2 separate regions of the Zea mays genome follow, and region 2 is linked to region 1. A link is a contact called in public Hi-C data. All regions are on one chromosome and are shown on one strand. Each heading gives the region's core, a stretch centred on a gene start, on an enhancer-like site or on the middle of the called end of the contact. The rest is flanking DNA. Distances are from core to core; before and after follow the strand shown. Region 1 holds the start of LOC100284450 (disulfide oxidoreductase/ monooxygenase). Region 2 holds the start of LOC100278787.

Region 1 (6,465 bases), core at 3,943-6,442:
TTCAAGTTTTACAGGATCACCTATTCAACCCCCCCCCCTCTAGGTGCTCTCAGACACAGACTATAGCGATGATTAAGGAGCAAATCCGCATGTGGATTCTAGGAGGAGCAAAACACTTAGCAAGGCTGTTGTAGGTTTTGGGAAAGGGGAGGGGTTGGTTTTGGGACATTTTTTTTTTTGATAATGGAAACAAAAAATGTTCCAGCCTTTTGTAGTTTCCTACATACGGCATTACAGATTGAAAATTAATAAAACATGCATCATTAAAAAAATAACATCCTTGACAAGAACTTGTTCTCGAAACCATACTTAATGTCTCCTTCCCTAGTGTGATGTATTTGTATATTTTAGCCCTCGCTGGCTCTCACCTTCTTTTTAATATAACAGGCAATTCTCTTGCCAGTTTTTTAAAAAAATAGAACCCCACACAAACAACACTTACTATTTCCTTGCCACTTCTTATTGAAAACTTTACTTTTCGTAGGTGTTTTATTTTGTCATAGTTTTTCCATTCTCTTGTTGATGACACCCCTAGACATTACGTTTCTGTACATAGATCTCGTGAGTCGTGAAGTAAGCCCCAGATTTTTCAAAAGCCAAAGTGACAATCCTCCTGCTCATTATTATGGATTTGTGAATTATCTAGCACACCCATCAAGCTTTCCCATTTCTCATATCTTCAGTAGATCTTCTGAAACTGGCATTCCGGCCACCCAACAGTCAGCCACTAGGCAAGGCTTGTTAGGACAGATACTATACAAACTTGGGAAGTTGTAATACCCACTTCTTAAGAAAATCAAAAAGGAGAAATTACATTCGTTTATGTATGTGTGTGCATCTCTATCTATCATCACATGTGTCTGATCATGATTAAAAATGAGTAAAACTCCACTAAGACAAAAAAAAACGTGGCATAATCTTGGATTTTTGTTTGTGCATTTAAAATAATAATGATATGAACAAAGATAAAATAATAATAAGGAGAAGAAGATTAGAGGAAAGGGGGGAAATAATATCCAATATAAAATAATATAATAATTAAATAACATCCTCATAATTTGGTATGACCAATATGCATAGTTCAAATGAGTTTAAATTTGCACTTGAGATTACATTCAAATTTTGGATTCAAAAAGAATTGTAAATAAAAGAAAATAGAAAATAAAAACAAAAGAAAATGGGAAATAACCTAACTGGGCCGCAAACGCCCTATTCGGCCCACTGCCCATTTCCCTCTGCGCGGCCCAACTGGTGTTTTCCACGCGTTTTTGCGCTTTGTCACCGTCGTGTGGGACCCATTGGTCAGCTTCATCCCCTCTCCTTATCTCTGCTCCGCTTCATGCGCAGGCAATTGATGCGCGGACTCCGGTGATTCCACAACCGAACCCGGTGGAGCTGCCAGCGATCTCGGGCAACGGCGCCAACGAGATTCTCGGTCATGGCCTCCTTGAGCACGGACTCCGCGGGTGTGACTGCCGTGACTCTCGGTCAGATCCGCGGCACCAGGTGAAGATTAGGATCTAGCCGCGGGGTATAAGTATTGCCGCCTCGCGCCCTTGCCCTGCTCTTCTCTCCCCTCAACTCCCATCCATCTCGACCAATCATCCACTCCCGTGACCAAGAAATCAAACCCGCAGGGAGTAGGCTGCCATCCGCCCCGAAGCCCCGTGCTTGCACCAACGATTAGTGGCTGATATTGGGTCGTGGGTGTTCGGCCATGTACGTGGGTCGTGTACATGAAGAATCATGCCCGGGGATCAAACCGAGCACCCGAATTTTGTCGCCGAACTTCGCCGCCGCCGCAACTCCGCCGCGCGCCGTGGCCTTGTCAACCTGTGCCACAATTCATGGTATGTTGGACTCCCCTGTGTTCGCCATGCCCTCCGCTTCGTGTAGCAGCACATCATGTCGCGAGTCGGTCACCGTGGCGGGGAGGGCACTGCTCGCCGGAGCACCACGCTGCCATCCCTGGGAGAGCGGCGCTCGGGTCTGCGTCAGGATTGATGACGGTCGGTTGACCGTTAGATCGGAGCGAACGACCGGGATTGAATCTGAATTTTCCCTTGGGTCGGGAAGTCCGAGGCCATCCGATGGCAATCGTAGGGTCAGAATTAGATCTCAGTACTTTAAATCAAGACCATCGATCCTCAATCCGGTGGCCCAGAAAACCAACTGGTTCAGTGTTTGGCCGATCTAATCCTAGCCCTTGATTTTGATCCAACGGCTCAGAACTACTGATACCCCTTCGCCCTGGAAGTCTTTTAAAAGAACCCCTTCAGTTTTACGGAATTAACCCGCAGTCCTGCGCTGTGGGCACTGAGTCACGGGAATTCTTGCGCAGAGGTCCTTGTCTTAACTGTTATTTGAGGAGCAGTCCAGGGAAATGGGAAATCAGAGAAAATGAGTTATAAAATGAATTTCTTATATAAAAACAATTCCAAACTCTTGTTAAATCCATAGAAAATTCATATTAAGTCTAGATGAGCCCGTTCCAATTTCTATAATTCTATAATATTATTGTTTATCACATAGTACCTCTGATTTGACATGAAAGCCAATTTAAAATCTATTTTCTAATCTAATCTTGTACAAAACACATAAAATCATTAGAAATTCATAACTCCTTCGTTTTAACTCCGATTTGATCCGTTCAAGTTGCGTTAGTCTCGTAGAAACACGTAGATCATTATTATTCAGTTTGTACTTATGTTTGGTGTGATGTTAATTTTGTATATACCATGTTTGTTTGTATTGCTACGATTAGCAGTGCGGTTGCGAGTCACCCGAAGTTCATCCTGTCACCTGGAATCTCAAGTGCCAGGCAATTTGTGCCCTTGATCACTTCTTTTACCCACTCATGTTCTAATTAATCATAATGATCTGCATAGGTTAATTTTGATGGGACCTAATAGGGTACCCTAGTTTGTTTATCCTGAATACCTTGTTTAACCCCTGAATCACTTGGGTAGTTCTGCTACAGCTTTATATGGTTTTGGGTTAATATTTCATTATATCTATGTTCCAATTATGTTGTTATTTTATTTATGTTCATGACAAGATCATTAAATGTTAATTGGAACATAGAGCTTAACTTGAGAAACACGTGCCACCACAAGGGTTTATGGACGCCCTTGGCTGATTAATTAGGAAAGCTAGTGGAGGACTACCTTACCCGAAAGGGGCAAGGGCAGTAGGGGAGTGGTCAGTGTAGGGAGGCCCTCGGGAGGATTTTGCTGTGATGGCGGTCCTGCAAGGGATTCCTGCATTGGAGCTTCCTATAAACTGTAGCGGGTTTTCTGAAGCTAGTGGAACTTTGTAAAGGCCTCGTAGTGTTACCCTGCCTCGCCTCCTCGGTAGAGGTGTATGGGAAGTCGCGATCCCTTGGCAGATGGGTAACATGACTTGTGGGTAAAGGGTACCACCTCTGCAGAGTGTAAAACTGGTATACTAGCCGAGCTCACGGTCATGAGCAGCTCAGGACTCTCTGATGATTAAATTATGGAACTTAAATTCAATTTGTCATATGCATTGCATTGCAGGTGATGTTGTTACTTTTGTTCTACTACTTAATTGGGTTGGTATTTACTTACACTTAGTAACTGCTAATAAAATTTTGACCAACTTTAAAAGCAATGCTCAGCTCTAACCATCCTCTTTGGTAAGCCTTACACTTCACGTGAGCTCCCGCCTTTGGCGAGTTCATGCACATTATTCCCCACAACTTGTTGAGCGATGAACGTATGTGAGCTCACTCTTGCTGTCTCACACCCCCCCACAGGTCAAGAACAGGTACCCCAGGATGAGGCGCATGGAGGATGCTGCGATGTGTTCGTGAGAGGTCTAGGTCGTCGTCTCCCAGTCAACTTTGGGTTGCTGGACCGTTGTCTCCTTATAATGTAATTATTTATTTATTTTGTATAGAAATCTTATTATATAGTAAAGATGTGACATTCGATCCTGTGCCACTATGCATCATATGTGTGAGACTTGGTCCCAGCACACCTGGTGTTTATGTTCGCGCCCGAGTTTTTGACCCCTAAAATCTGGGTGTGACAGAAGTCTAGCTTCAAAGGAATATTTAGCACCTAGATGTCCTCCCAAAATAAAGTATTATTGCCATTATTAACTTAAACAGTAAGCCCCCAATTCACAATCCCGCTTGTTTCCAGCAACTCTTTCCAAAAATTGGATCCATTATTGAATTCACATTGTTTTAAGGATTTTCTTTTTAGATATTTCTTTTGCAGCAGGCTAAGACACAACTCATCCTTGTCAGCTTTCAGTAACGTCCTACCTAGTTATCTAGAAATATGCATCATTCATCAATCTTGCATTCAAGATACCTAAATCCCCATGGTCTATGGGTATAGACATGGTCTCCCACTTGGACTTGGCCATGTGATATTTAGATTAAAATGGTGTTTGGTTTCTAGAGACTAATTTTTGTCTCTCCATTTTATTCTATTTTAATGTTTAAATTGCTAAATGCGGAAACTAAAACTCTATTTTAGTTTTCGTATTTAGTACTTTAGAGACTAAAATAAAATAAAATTGATGGACTAAAAACTAGTCACTAGAAACCAAACACCCTCCTAATTATTAGCTCAAAAACTTAGATCTAACTGAATCCATTTGTTGGGAGACACCTTTTAACGTGTACGTTCTCATTGTATAGATAGGAAGCTGCTCAAAGATGTACTGTTATAGTTAAAATCAATCTACCCTCCTGATGTCATGGATTTCCGCTTCCCAAGGTTGTAATTTATTCCCATTTTATCTGTAACTTCTCTATATGTCTGTCAGAATCCCCAACTTGACAGTTTAACAGATTAACAATTCTCGGCTGCTCTTCAACATTAGACCCCCAAGACTAGAATTTCAGACTTACGATTGAATTGGATATTTACCATTACAAAGAAAGGAGTTCATATATTTACCATCAGACTCAGATGATCCATAATTTACAGACACAGTGATAATTATAATAAGGAGACAACATTTTAAGTGGCAAAATACTAATTATTCTCTTATCTTGTCTAGCTAACTACTCAAATCAATGTAAGAGAAATTTCGAATTTATTATCCATTGATCATCAGTCTCCTAGAATAAAAATGGTATCATTCCTCCGGTGCGGGCTTCATTCGGCATCAGACCCAAGAATGGAATGTTGTTGCTGGGCTGGCTACAGTACAGTACAGGTGCAGGCTTCATTCCTCCAGTGGCGGCGGACAACGCCGAACAGACAGAAGAATACTGTAGAGAAGATCGTCGCACCCACCGGAGGACGAGACGGGCCCTAGGCACACCACGCAATCAGCCGCCCCGCGCCCCCGCCCGCGGTTGGCGATGTTGCCGTGACGTCTTCCAGGGAGGAGAAGCCAACATCACAAACTCCACGACGAATAACTGGCAGTAGAAGCCGAGAAGGTAGGCCCGCTCGTTCCAACATCACAAACTCCACACGGCTCTCCTGTCTCCGCTGCCCGCTCCACCTCCCTCCATGCCGTCGGCTTCCCTCCGCCTCGCCGTCGTCGGCGCGGGCGCGGCGGGCCTGGTTGCCGCCCGCGAGCTACGCCGCGAGGGCCATGCGCCCGTCGTCTTCGAGCGCGCCGCCGCCGTTGGGGGCACTTGGCTCTACACGCCTCCCGCCACGTCCTCCGACCCGCTCGGCGCCGCGGCGACGCATTCCAGCCTCTACGCATCGCTCCGCACCAACCTGCCACGCGAGACCATGGGCTTCCTCGACTTCCCCTTCGCCGCTGGCGCCGCGGGCTCCCGAGACCCCCGCCGGTTTCCCGGGCACGAGGAGGTGCTCCGCTACCTGGAGGCGTTCGCGCGCCGGTTCGACCTGCTCCGGCTCGTCCGCTTCGAGACGGAGGTGCTCAGTGTGAGGAGGGAAGACGGAGGGAGGTGGGCTGTGACGTCGAGGAAGCTCGGGGATAAGGGGAGCGGCGAGGAGGAGTTCTATGATGCCGTCGTGGTCTGCAATGGTCACTACACGGAGCCACGCCTCGCCGTCATTCCCGGTAATTTTGCCACAAATATAACCTGTGATCGCGTTAATTTGAGCTTCTAAGCACGGATAGGATCTGGAATGAACTGCCTGACCTGTGACTCCTCCACGGCAACCTCTTCCTGTGCGTGCTTGCAATGTTTGGACCATCCATGAAAGTGGATAGTAATCTATAACAATTCATAGCCATTGCAACTTCCAGATGATCTTTACCTTCAGTGATCAATTCTTACACTTACCGAACTTCGACAGGGGTAGATGCTTGGCCAGGGAAGCAGATGCATAGCCACAATTACCGTGTGCCGGAGCCATTCCTTGATCAAGTGTGTTTCCTCCCAGTGATGTATGCTCCCATTATGCATTCCCGTGGTTAACGAAGACTATATTTGCAACCACAGGTAGTGATCATAATTGGGGCCTCGGCAAGTGCAGTTGACATTTCGAGAGACAT
Region 2 (6,565 bases), core at 3,005-5,504, 170 kb before region 1:
TCAACTTTACTCGACACGGTTTGACAGTTCAGTGGGTGCATCAGTACTACCCCCCGAGCTCGCCGGCGATCCCTGACCGATGTCTCGTTACACCGGGGCATTATTATCCTGCACATGGCCTGGCCTCTTGATCATCAATGGAGATTGGAGACAGCGTCGCAAGTGTTAGATGGATGCACTACCTGGTTCAACATCAAGACCAGGCAATCTGGAGAAGAGATCAAGACCTGGAAAAGATACCAATGCTGCACAAAGGACAGAAAATCTGGGGCCATTAGGACCCCCGATCAGTATGGTCGTCAATTGTACTGACAGACATGGTTTCTTTGATTCACAGGTCAGTGAAACCAGTCCAAATCGCCTGGATTGAAGTGAGGGCTTGTTGTTGAGATGCAGCAGTCAACAGGCCCAGATAAATTTAATCTAAGCAAGTATACTGTTTTCGCATTAATCCAAGGTATAACCCAAGATAGAAAGTGCTAGGTTATCATCAGGAACAACCATCTTGCCTTCTTCGTCGACTCTGATCTAAGCCTGGAATTTCGAGACTGATCATTGTGGCACTATGACTGTCTTCGCCGCTAGACTTTCAAATATAAAGGCAAAAAAAAAAAATCTTGAATCTAACAACCTGATCACTCCAGGAAAGATATAACAAGAGGGGAAAGGAAAGAATATCCCCAACTAAATGGTCACCAGCAAACCAGAGTTTGAAGCTAGGCTTGATACACACGAATATTCACATGGTTTAGAATGGACTCTCCTGTTCTGAATCGCCTGCCTTATGGCACCCTGCCACGGAATGCAGATGCTCCTGGTCAGCGCTTGACAGCTCCACGTTTGCACGGCCTCGGTTGAGCTGAGGATGCGCCTGGACCCTTGCGGGGTTTCCTGGACCGAGCTTTCTTTGGCGCATAGCCTATAACTTCCAAGTCCTCGCATATCTCTTGCCTCCCTAGAAGGAGGCCAGGAATGATCTCCCTCTGAAAATTTCTCATACCCCTCCCTCTCTTTAGCTTGATCCGACATGCTGGTCCTTCGATATAGGGTGGTGCCACATTGATCGATTGACCGTCATCTTGGATCTCCTCTAAGTTCAACACGGTTTGCTCGAACGAGTCCAATGAAGGCTGAGGCTCATCGTTCACGTTCTGAGCTGCTGTCTGGTTGCTGCTTCCAAAGCAATGAGCAATGCGTTCAGAACTATGCTGGAAAATGGAAAGAAGGGTTCTAGCTGCAGTATCAGCTGTTGTGCCATCACCATCGACCTTGTCTTGAAGCATGCTTAACTCTTGAATATTCGATGCTCCATTGTCGGATATCTCAAGTCTTGGAGGGAAACTTGTATCAACAAGAGGAGATCCAGGGATCAAAAACTCCTTGTTAATGGTTCCAGACTGTGTCAACTGAACCTTATTGATACCATTAGCTGTTGGGGATGTGAGAAGCACCTTACTATCATCCTCGTGCGCCAACATATGATCATGTCCAAGAACCGCATGTTTTGTGGAAGTTTCTGCATGCAGACTATCTTTATTGGAGAAAGAACGACGGGGTGCTGTTCCTTTACTTACATCATTATTTACATCCTTATCTCTATAATCACAGATTTCTGATGGCATGTCGGTGTTTTCAAGTGACACATTAAGGTCAAAAAGAAACTTCGGTTGAACTGGCGATTCAGTTACCACATCCCTTGAACTGTCTGCAACTGAGTTGGGGGTGACCACAGTGATGGAAGATCCTTTCATTGATCTGATACCAGCGATATGCTCTTTCTCAGAAGTTTCTCTACGGTTGTCTGAAAAAATTCCACAATACGTTGAAGAAGAAGGAACCAGAGTAGAAGACATAAAAAGACTTTCTTCTTGAGGAACATTCAGGTCAAACAGTGAATGTCTTGCTTCATTGTTACTTGTTTTGATAGGGGACTGGCAATCCGGAGTGTCACTAGATCCAACTGAACCTGAAAATGAACAAGGTTAGAATAGTCATGAAGCTCTATGAGCAGGCCATCTTGTTGCCTTGTTGGATTATGATTTAGCTTGCAATGAACAAAGCATCACATACAAGAATAAAGTAAGGGAAATAAAACCTGAAAAATGTTCAAATAATCACATTGTGATCTTGGACTTGTGGTCATGCTCAATTCATGGCATGTCTAATATTAACTAAAGCTCTAAAGCACGAATGATGCTACAATGGGAATATACAGACTTGCAGAACTTGGAACTCTCATGTGAATTATTAACATAGAAGTTTATAAATTTCAGTTAGCAGACATAGATATTAGAGCAACAGATATGTCATCCATGTTTATGACTTGTCCTAAACTAGACTTTGCATTGTAATAATCCCAGTAGAGCTGGCTAGCAACAAAACCTCCCTAAAAAACACAGAAAATATTTGAATGCAGACATGGATAGCATTGAGAAAGATCACATTGTTGTAACAAAGCTGTTTCTCCTTTCTGTGAAATATTGTAAAATATTTATTCCTCTTATTAATATAATGATACGAAGGTCTCCTAAGAAAAAAAATATTTCACCAAACTAGTAAAATGACATCGATCTTGTTCTCCAAAACTCAATTGCTGCAAATAGTTAGCAGTTTTTTTTTCAGAAAATGGAACTGTTTCCGGCCTCTATTTTAGTTTCTGTATTTGACAATTTAGGGACTAAAATGAAATAAAATGGAGGGACTAAAAATTAGTCATTAGAAACCAAACACCCTCTAAGTTACAAAAAGTTAGCATATATTACCTCCGTTCTTGAATATTTGTCATCCGCTAGCTCACTTTTGAACTAAAATGCGACAAATAAAAAAGAACAGAGGGAGTACATAACAACTTTTAGCTATTTATGTAACTTATGGCTGTGACAAACAATGTGGCAATATCATCCTCTTTGTCATTAATTGAGCACTATAGCCTTTATTCATCAAAGGTTCAACTTATAGACACATATGCAACAGGTACAGTCAAAAAATAGGTCATACAAGATGACAACAACCTGTTTGCATAAGTAGCTCTGAAACATGTTAGCACAGGATGCAAGGTTGAATAGAGACTCACCAACGCTTACACGCGATATGTTCCAGTCTCTACACGACTGAAGCGACTCTGCAAGTGAGGTGTTCTCTGGTGAAATACAGCATGAACCATCCTGAGACTTGCCATTTTGGTTGGCAGGGTTGCCAAAGCCAGAACAACCAATAGCTTCAATCGCATCACCAGAAATCGATGGCTTCTCCAAGTCAATCACTCCGTGATAAGCATCGGATTTTCTCCAAACTGAAGTCCTAACATCTGAAGTCAGTTCCACAGATTCGGAGAACGGTTTGCGTTTATTGAAATTGGTGGAAACTTCTTGGGTTTGATTGCGCCTCGAACCCAAATCCATCTGGGGCACCAAAAAATCCTTCTTTAGCAAGACAAATTTAGACTATCTTACATGGGAGAGAAAAGAAATCTAGCTGTTCCTCTCACCAGCTTATGCTCACGGATCGAGTGCAGGCTACTTCGTGAACTGCTAGATTGCTTCCAGAAAGAAGGATAAAACTTCTTCAGATCCTCCATCTGCAAAAAAAAAAATAAAATAAAAGATATCACATCGCATTCACGTTCGTCGCCACCCAAAGTAACCTTACAGTCCAATTTCACCCAAGCTGTTAACCCTAACTCAACGGGCTTATACAACCATAAACAAGAAACCAACCTTAATTGGACAAGCAACCAAATCTCCATATCATTTTTCTGTTGTCCCCGTGGAGAACAACCACTCCTTTAGCTACCGAAGCAACGGGAAAAGCTCTAGTATATACGGAAAAACAGGAAGGCATAAAAAGAAAGGATTATGGCGCATAATAAACAGGGGGGAAAAAAGGAAACCTTTCCGTGGCGGCGATACTTCTTTGTCGCGCCTCCCCTCGTCGAGCTCGGTCTGGATCTTCTCAATTCTTTCGCGGCTGGATACTGCTGGAGGCAGGCGGCTGTCCGTACCGTCAGGCCAGCCCCTGCGGCTTCTTCTCTCTCTCTTTTTTTTTCCTGCTCCTTTCCTGTTTCTCTCTCGGCTCACATGCTCTCTTTTTTTTCACCTGCTATGATTTTGATTTACTGATGCATGGCCGCATGGGTAGTGGGAGATGGGGATGGAGATAGGGATTGATACCTCTCGTTAGTCTAATCTTCTCTAGGGGATCTGCTTACCTGTGACTGCTGCTGCATATGCATGCAAGGAGCGAGGTGGGCTTGGGGACGGAGATGCGTCAAATCTGCCACTTTAATCACACAGTTCCGGAGGAGAAAGTAGGTGCTGTTGGTTGTTACTTGTATTTTGTATTAAAACACGTGTACGGATGATCTGCGTTCCGAAAAGCCACTAGAGTTCAGTCATCGACCAATTAAAAAAATGATAATTTTTGCATCAAGGAGTCCATTTTTTTTTGTCTCAATGTAATTTTGCCGTCAATATCTAACCAGTGTTCGAAAATAAAAATAAAAACCCACGGAGATATCTCGAGTTCAGTTATTTGTTTGGTTGGTTGGATGTGCCTCCAACACTGACAGTGATGGCTGATGGTATGGTCCACTGCAGCAAATACATGGTACTACCCGGCAGGAGTATACAATAGAAAAGCAACAGAAATAATAATCAAGTGGCGGAGGACAGCAAAGGCTGGCATAGGGGGAATACGGGAAGTGTACTATCTGAACAATTTCTAGGGCGGGGCGGGGATGCTTTGCCCCCAAAAAAGCCCCTCGTGTTTTGTTCCCTCACCTCCCGTTGCTTCACGAAGTAGACGATCTCTGACGAGGTCAGCCCAAGCCAGTGTTAAGTAATGCAACCGGCAATTGCTTGGTGGCAAAATTGTTACTGTTTGGTTGCCTGTCTTTGGTGAAAGGATGGCCTTGATTGCGAAATTATTGTTTTGGTTGCCTTTCTTTGGTGATAGGATGACCATGCTGTTGTATATCCATGGAGGTGGCACTGATCTTCTCCCTTTTCCTACACGTCTACTCCTACACTTTCGTGCTTCTCTAAATAAAAAGCCAATGCACACAATTTTACTTGTACCCAGTGCCGGACGTAGTACGAGAATTCATCGATGCAAAAAACATATGACAAAATCAAATAAGACAGTAAAAAACTAGTATTATGTAATTTAAATTTTATATCAATACATGATACAAGATCGGACATGTTGGGTGGACCGGCGTCGCGATGATGGCGAGCGGGATAAGGACACCGGGAAGGGAGCGTGATTGGGCGACATCGCATCGTGTGACGTCGGGAAAGGGGCGTTAGGGCATACTGGCTCGAGCAGCGTCTAGAAGAATGAGACCGAATGAATAGATGCAAAAACTAGGCTGAGGAGGAGGACGGATGTTAGGAGGACTAAACCAATTCGACGAGAAGGCCTATAATAGGACTGTATTAGCCCACCCAAAATTTTGATTTTTTCTATACATAACAGTAAATGAACCTCATACCCCCTTTGGAATACAAGATTGGTGAAATGTAGGAACAAGAAAAATGTGTAGGAATAAATTGCTTAACACTTGCAATTCTATAGGAATTAAAAATGCGAAAACTTCTAATAGAGCATTTTGGATGCAATATAGAAAGAACACAACAATTAGAGGAAAGAGATAGACACACAAAAAAATCTCGAAGAGGTTGGACGTCAAGTTAGAAATCCTTCAAAATCACACTACAATAGGTTATTCCATAGGAATTTTTATAGGATTTGCATGACCTCAATCCTTTGTTCTAAAGGTCTTTATAGAAAAATTTTCTATAGGAATTTAATACTCTAAAATTCCTCCACTTTTTCTTTGTCCCAAAGGAGATCTAAAAGGTTATAAAATTTGAGGGGGGCCATGGCCCACTTTGCCCCCTTTCCGTTGCCCCTGCCTGTACCTCGTTTGGATATATATATATATATATATATTTGTTGGTCCCTTGTTCTCAAATGTTGTGAATCAAGAACAAGACAACACAATTGTTAAAGATTAAGGACCTTCGTCCTCCGAAGTATTATCTCCTCTCGGATATAATAATCTTCTGATGAAGGTCATGAAGGACATGCCTTCATGATTCATGAAAATAAGAATGCATAAAGATAATGAATGCAATCTATTGCCTCTTACACATATGTATTTCATAATATGCACATGATCATTAACAAATTTATATTACATTGATACCTTCGGCTTGTTCGAAGGTGTAGATGCGATAGTGATTACAATTCAGCGTGAAAAGTACGGGAGTACTATTCACCTATTTATAGGCACGGGACGCAGCCCGGGTAAAAGTACAATTATGACCTTAACACTTGTCCATAATCGTAACAAAAATCACTAGGGACTAACTAGCCTTTTCCTCTTTGGCTTGGCTCCATGTTTGATATTCGGCATCATTTTAAGGCGAAGTTGTTGTCCTTCGGTGGTAGCTTCGGTATTCGTCATCGTTGCTTCCAAACAGTATCTTCGTCTCGAGGATCTTCGACAGAGAGAGACAGAGAGAGACCTCAAAATTACTTTGCCAATGATACCTTTGTCTTG

The links. A called contact is a pair of places that touch in the nucleus more often than the background predicts.
Region 2: a Hi-C map of leaf shows a contact between it and region 1, with 7 times the contacts expected there. The contact joins the promoter of LOC100278787 here to the promoter of LOC100284450 in region 1. A contact is called at or near these places in 13 of 25 Hi-C or Micro-C datasets (bundle sheath, ear, endosperm and 4 more) and 2 of 3 datasets of contacts at active chromatin or transcription factors (leaf and seedling).

The regions. Positions count from the first base shown.
Region 1 is chr1:90,134,176-90,140,640 of Zm-B73-REFERENCE-NAM-5.0, reverse strand. LOC100284450 (disulfide oxidoreductase/ monooxygenase) reads left to right here and starts at 5,192. Exons shown (of 7, transcript NM_001157345.2): 1 at 5,192-6,027; 2 at 6,267-6,337; 3 at 6,413-6,465. The coding sequence starts at 5,502.
Region 2 is chr1:90,300,679-90,307,243 of Zm-B73-REFERENCE-NAM-5.0, reverse strand. It overlaps LOC100278787, which reads right to left and starts at 4,254. Exons shown (of 4, transcript NM_001151950.2): 1 at 3,890-4,254; 2 at 3,488-3,577; 3 at 3,074-3,401; 4 at 388-1,966. The coding sequence starts at 3,577. The coding sequence ends at 819.